Linked DNA regions of Macaca mulatta: region 1 is linked to region 2. A link is a contact called in public Micro-C data. All regions are on one chromosome and are shown on one strand. The core of a region is the stretch at or near the end of the contact, and the rest is flanking DNA. Distances in the headings are between cores, read along the strand shown.

Region 1 (2,700 bases), core at 119-2,618, 110 kb before region 2:
AAGTCTCATAAATGCTCAGTCCTTCCACTCTGCAACTGAGTGGGATGGGCAGGAAGCCCCTCAAAGGAAAATCCAGTTGTTCTCACTAGAAAGAAAAGGGAAATGGATGTGAGGCAGTCAAATCAGCAGAGTTCCACCACATCACCAAAATGCAGTGATTAAATACGGAGAGACAGAGACTAACAGAGGTATATGAATATTGAAGTATGTCTGGACAACAGCCCAATGATGAGACCAATAAAATGGTAACCAAAATCTGGTTTTGAGTAGTAGTGTTAAATCAGACCATTTAGTAACCATTTTTTTTTTTTGTTGCGAGGTTTCTAGCACTGCCCAAACCCTGAGTGGTATATGAATAACTGGTCCATTATGTATCTCTTTCCAGTCAACATAATTTATCCCCTCCCTACCTATATTCTCTTCTGACCACTCCTACTTCCTTCTCTTTACCAAAATCTGAACTCTAAGGCTGTTTCTTCAGCAACTCCCTTGTTTAGATTGGAAGATAAATCAAACAGCAAGCGATGTTTTACTGACTTTCAGTATTTAACAGAGATGATTTAATTTTTTTTTAAACCAAAGTCAAACCTCTTTATAAATAAGATGAAGGAGAAAGATGTCTTATAAAATGCATATGTGAAGATGCCTTCTGAGTGCTTTCTCGTGCAGACTTGTTCTAGTCTTTAGTAAATCTTCCTTATAGACACTGTGGAGATGAACGATTGCTCTCCACTTCCACTCAAAGTACAAATCAGGCCGGCATTTTGAAAAAGAGACAGGTTTATTCATTGCTGCAGCGTTAGCTGGCTTTGTTCCCTGTAAAATTTCACTTTTGGTTATTAAAATATTCACTGTAGGAAATAAATTTGTAACCCATTTCTCATATTACCTACACACAGAAAAACAAAATTTGATATCCTGGGGTTTATTTGCTGAGGGCGCTTCCCATAAAAGCAAGTGAGTGTGCGTTGGGAAATGTGTCTGGTTAACTCTTCTATGGATAAACTTTAGTCACAATCCTCCCCCGCCCCCCTCTCGCCCCCAGCACCCTCCCAACCTCCCGACTTCCCGCCTCTCAAGGGCTGGTGACCTAATAGCATTTTTCTTCGTGCATATTTTGGCGTCGCCCCATGGCCTGGCTGCCTTCGCCTGTCTGAGTTTTTTGAAATTCCTGCATGTTCGCCCCAGATTAAGCCAGTGTGTCTCAGGATGTGTGTTCCGTTTTGTTCTTTCCCCTTAACGCTCCCTGTGCAACGTGTCTGGGGGGAGGAGGGCAGGGAGGGGAGAAAGGGAGGGGCAGAGGCGAGGAGCTGTCCGCCTTGCACGTTTCCAATCGCATTACGTGAACAAATAGCTGAGGGGCGGCCGGGCCAGAACGGCTTGTGTAACTTTGCAAACGTGCCAGAAAGTTTAAAATCACTCCTCCTTCCTTCACTCCAGACACTGCCCGCTCTCCGGGACTGCCGCGCCGCTCCCCGTTGCCTTCCAGGACTGAGAAAGGGGAAAGGGAAGGGTGCCACGTCCGAGAGCAGCCGTCTTGACTGGGGAAGGGTCTGAATCCCACCCTTGGCATTGCTTGGTGGAGACTGAGATACCCGTGCTCCGCTCGGCTCCTTGGTTGAAGATTTCTCCCTCCCTCACGTGATTTGAGCCCTGTTTTTATTTTCTCTGAGCCACGTCCTCCTCGAGCGGGGTCAATCTGGCAAAAGGAGTGATGCGCTTCGCCTGGACAGTGTTCCTGCTCGGGCCTTTGCAGCTCTGCGCGCTCGTGCGCTGCGCCCCGCCCGCCGCCGGCCAACAGCAGCCCCCGCGCGAGCCGCCGGCGGCTCCGGGAGCCTGGCGCCAGCAGATCCAATGGGAGAACAACGGGCAGGTGTTCAGCTTGCTGAGCCTGGGCTCACAGTACCAGCCTCAGCGCCGCCGGGACCCGGGCGCCGCCGTCCCCGGTGCCGCCAGCGCCTCCGCCCAGCAGCCCCGCACTCCGATCCTGCTGATCCGCGACAACCGCACCGCCGCGGCGCGGGCGCGGACGGCCGGCTCATCTGGAGTCACCGCCGGCCGCCCCAGGCCCACCGCCCGCCACTGGTTCCAAGCTGGCTACTCGACATCTGGAGCCCGCGAAGCTGGCGCCCCGCGCGCGGAGAACCAGACCGCGCCGGGAGATGTCCCTGAGCTCAGTAACCTGCAGCTGCCCAGCCGCGTGGACGGCATGGTGGGCGACGACCCGTACAACCCCTACAAGTACTCTGACGACAACCCTTATTACAACTACTACGATACTTATGAAAGGCCCAGACCTGGGGGCAGGTACCGGCCCGGATACGGCACTGGCTACTTCCAGTACGGTAAGTACCCCCAAGTCCGCTGGAACCACCCGTGCACCTGGTCCCCAGCTATGTGGCTTCTCGACGTGGCTGCCTGGGCGCGGCGGGCCCCGGTCCTCGCAGATCCAATCCCTCCCCCAACGCGCCTGCAGTGGCAGCCCTGGAATCTAGTGCAAACCGCGCGTCTGGCCCCTCCTGCTTCCTTTTCACATTGCTTTGCAGCCCCGGGAGTCCCCAGTTCTCTTGCTGCCCCCTGCTCCACTCTGCAGTCCCGGTGGGAGAAGGGTGAGGAGTAAGGGACCTAGAGGGGTAGGGAGTTGGAGCGGGGGGCGCCGGGTTGTTTCACTGCTGCGCCCGTCGCCTGCTGACGTTTAGG
Region 2 (2,700 bases), core at 4-2,503:
AGCTTAATGTATGTTTATGAGTAAATAGTAACTGCTTGCAGCTTCCCTCTTCAGCATATCTTGTACTCCACTTTCAACTGAAATCCAGACTCGTGAATCTGGCAGTAGGGAATATATTTCAGTTTTATTTCCTTCTTCATCTCACAAGTTCCCATCAGTGAAGTTACCTATCCCTATATTACCCACGGTTTCTTCTGCTACTAACCCTTTCCTGCTTATACCAGTTTCTCTGCCTGGAATGACTTCTTCCCCTTTCCTGAGTCACTGATTAAGTGATTCCTGGGGAAGATCCTTAAAGACCAAGTACAAATATTACCCACTTCATTTTCCCGCCTTGTTACTAGAAAATATGAAATATCTCTTACATTACTATGTGTACTCTAAACAGTGACCTGCTCATACACGGGATAAAGAATTTCCTTTCTGTATGTCACTGTGAGTTCCTTACTCGATCCTTACGTTTCCAGCTTACTTTAAGACTTCGGATGACATTACTTTGTTGAATAGAAGCAGAAACCAGAGGCGGGTAAGTGGTAGGAATAGTATTTTGTTGACCTTAGCACATTAGGGAAGAGACGGTGGTGAGAACAAATGTCTGATGAGAATGGACTGAAGAAGCAGAAAAAAGAATTGGGGATAGCAAGTATGAACAGTTCTTTATTGAAGTTCCGCTGTAAATCGAAGCAAAGGAGTAAGACACTAACTGGAAGAGGAAACGAAGTACTGAGCATACAGTCTCATTCAAGATCAGCAATTTCTTAGAAGCTACAGCTCTTAATTTCTCTCTTTCATTTTCGACAGGCAATAAGGAGCAGGTAATGTGTACTGAAAGTTTAAGGGTCAGGCACTTGCAAATACTTCACGTATCTCAGTTAATCTCACAACCCTGGGACGAACTATCTTGAGTTCCGCTTTACAGACGAAAATGTTGAATATCCAGGCTAAAGGGTCTTCCCAAAGTCCCATACACATAAATTCGTGGGGCCTGACACATGTCTGTCACTTTAGTCACCTAGAGACCGAAAAGGGAAATTACCGGTTGCCAAACTCCAAGTTGTGGGAAACTCCCCTGGGCCCACCACGAAAGTTCCTCCAGCCGCACCCTCTTTGCCCGCCTCCGACCACGCGTCTCAAAAGACCTGGTTTTGAGGACCCTCAATGTCAGCCCCATAGGTTCCTCGGCGCTCACCTCGTTATTGAGGTTCAGAGTTCCCGGCTGAGCCATGGTAGATTACGGAATATGATCCGCCGCTGCCTGCACGTGAACTGAGTCTCCCAGACTGCGGCTGCGTCGCCACGCCCCTCAACGGAAGCCTCTTCTGTCCACAATTCATCCGCCGTCTGCTCTAGCTGCCGCCTGGGAAAAGGAAACGTTGACGCTTGGAGGGGAAAACCGGAACTGATATAGAGCAACTTCCGGCGCAAAGGGCGACGCAACGGAATTGCGCGTTCCTATGGAAACCAGAGGCGGGCTGGTAGCGGTGGAACGTACAGGTTTTCAAGATGTGGGGGGGTGTGTGTGTATGTGTGTGTGTGTGTCCCCTTAGTACACTGTATGTGTGTGTCCCCTTAGTACACTGCGCCCGCATTGTACCGGCCTTGGTTTTTCTCTCGTAATGGCGAGGGGGGCGCTGAGCGGCTGTGAAAGAGCTCTTGTGAAATGGTCAAGCACTTGAATGAACGATTTTTTGCTTCCATTTTTTTAAATCTAGTGTTTGTGAATATGTTTTGCTTTTCTAACAAACACGCCTTTTTAAATCCTCACAGCTTTTTGTTCCAACCTCACATTATAGCTGAGGTGCGAACATTTTTTCCTGCACACTATAGAAGGGTTTAAATTTAAGGAATGAACGTTTGAAGAAAAACCAGGATACACATTTGGTACTGCCTGTGGGAATGGCTGTTTAGAAATATTAGCCGGCGGGCATAGGACACGTAAGGGAATGTGTTTGAATTAGGTAATGTATAATTGTCAACACTTTCTAGTATTGACCATTAAAATGTGTCAAATGCTGATCCAAGAGCTTTACATAAATTAGCTCAAAATCTCCACAGAAATCCAACAAGATAGATATTATTATTCTATTATAATTATTATTATTTTGTTAGAGACCTGGTCTGTCTGTCATCCAGGCTGGTGTGCAGTGGCACATTTATAGCTCACTGCAGCCTCAAACTCCTGGATGCAAGCCATCCTGTCACCTCAGCCTTCCAAATAGCTAGTACTACAGGAGTGAGCCACCCAACTCTGCTCTGAACAATTATTTTACAGATGTGTAAAGTGACTTCAGAGGCACCCAGTGCCTTGCCCAGAGTCACTTGCCTGGTACTGTCCACTGCTATAGGACTTCAAGTCCAGCTACATAATATGTGGGGTGCAGTGCAAAATGAAAATCCAGGCCCCTTCATTTAAAATACAGGAAAAACGTTTCTTCCAGCAGGGGACAGTGGCTCATGCCTGTAATCGCAGCACTTTGGGAGGCCGAGGCGGGCGGATCACCTGAGGTCGGGAATTGGAGACCAGCCTGACTAACATGGAGAAACTGAGAGGTGAAGCTAGCTGAGCTTCTGGGTCGGTTGAGGACTTGGAGAACTTTTCTGTCTAGCTAAAGGATTGTAAATGCACCAATCAGTGCTCTGGGTCTAGCCAAAGGTTTGTGAACACACCAGTCAGCACTCTGTCTAGCTAAAGGTTTGTAA

The links. Hi-C and Micro-C count contacts between places; a contact is called where the count stands out from the background.
Region 1: a contact with region 2 is called in a Micro-C map of CD4 T cells, with 6 times the contacts expected there. The contact joins the promoter of LOX here to the promoter of SRFBP1 in region 2. A contact is called at or near these places in 3 of 14 Hi-C or Micro-C datasets (CD4 T cells, blood and fibroblasts).

What each region holds. Positions count from the first base shown.
Region 1 is chr6:131,077,192-131,079,891 of T2T-MMU8v2.0, reverse strand. LOX (lysyl oxidase) reads left to right here and starts at 1,368. Exons shown (of 7, transcript XM_015140637.3): 1 at 1,368-2,345; 2 at 2,700. The coding sequence starts at 1,715.
Region 2 is chr6:130,967,821-130,970,520 of T2T-MMU8v2.0, reverse strand. SRFBP1 (serum response factor binding protein 1) reads right to left here and starts at 1,253. Exons shown (of 8, transcript NM_001266668.1): 1 at 1,190-1,253. The coding sequence starts at 1,225.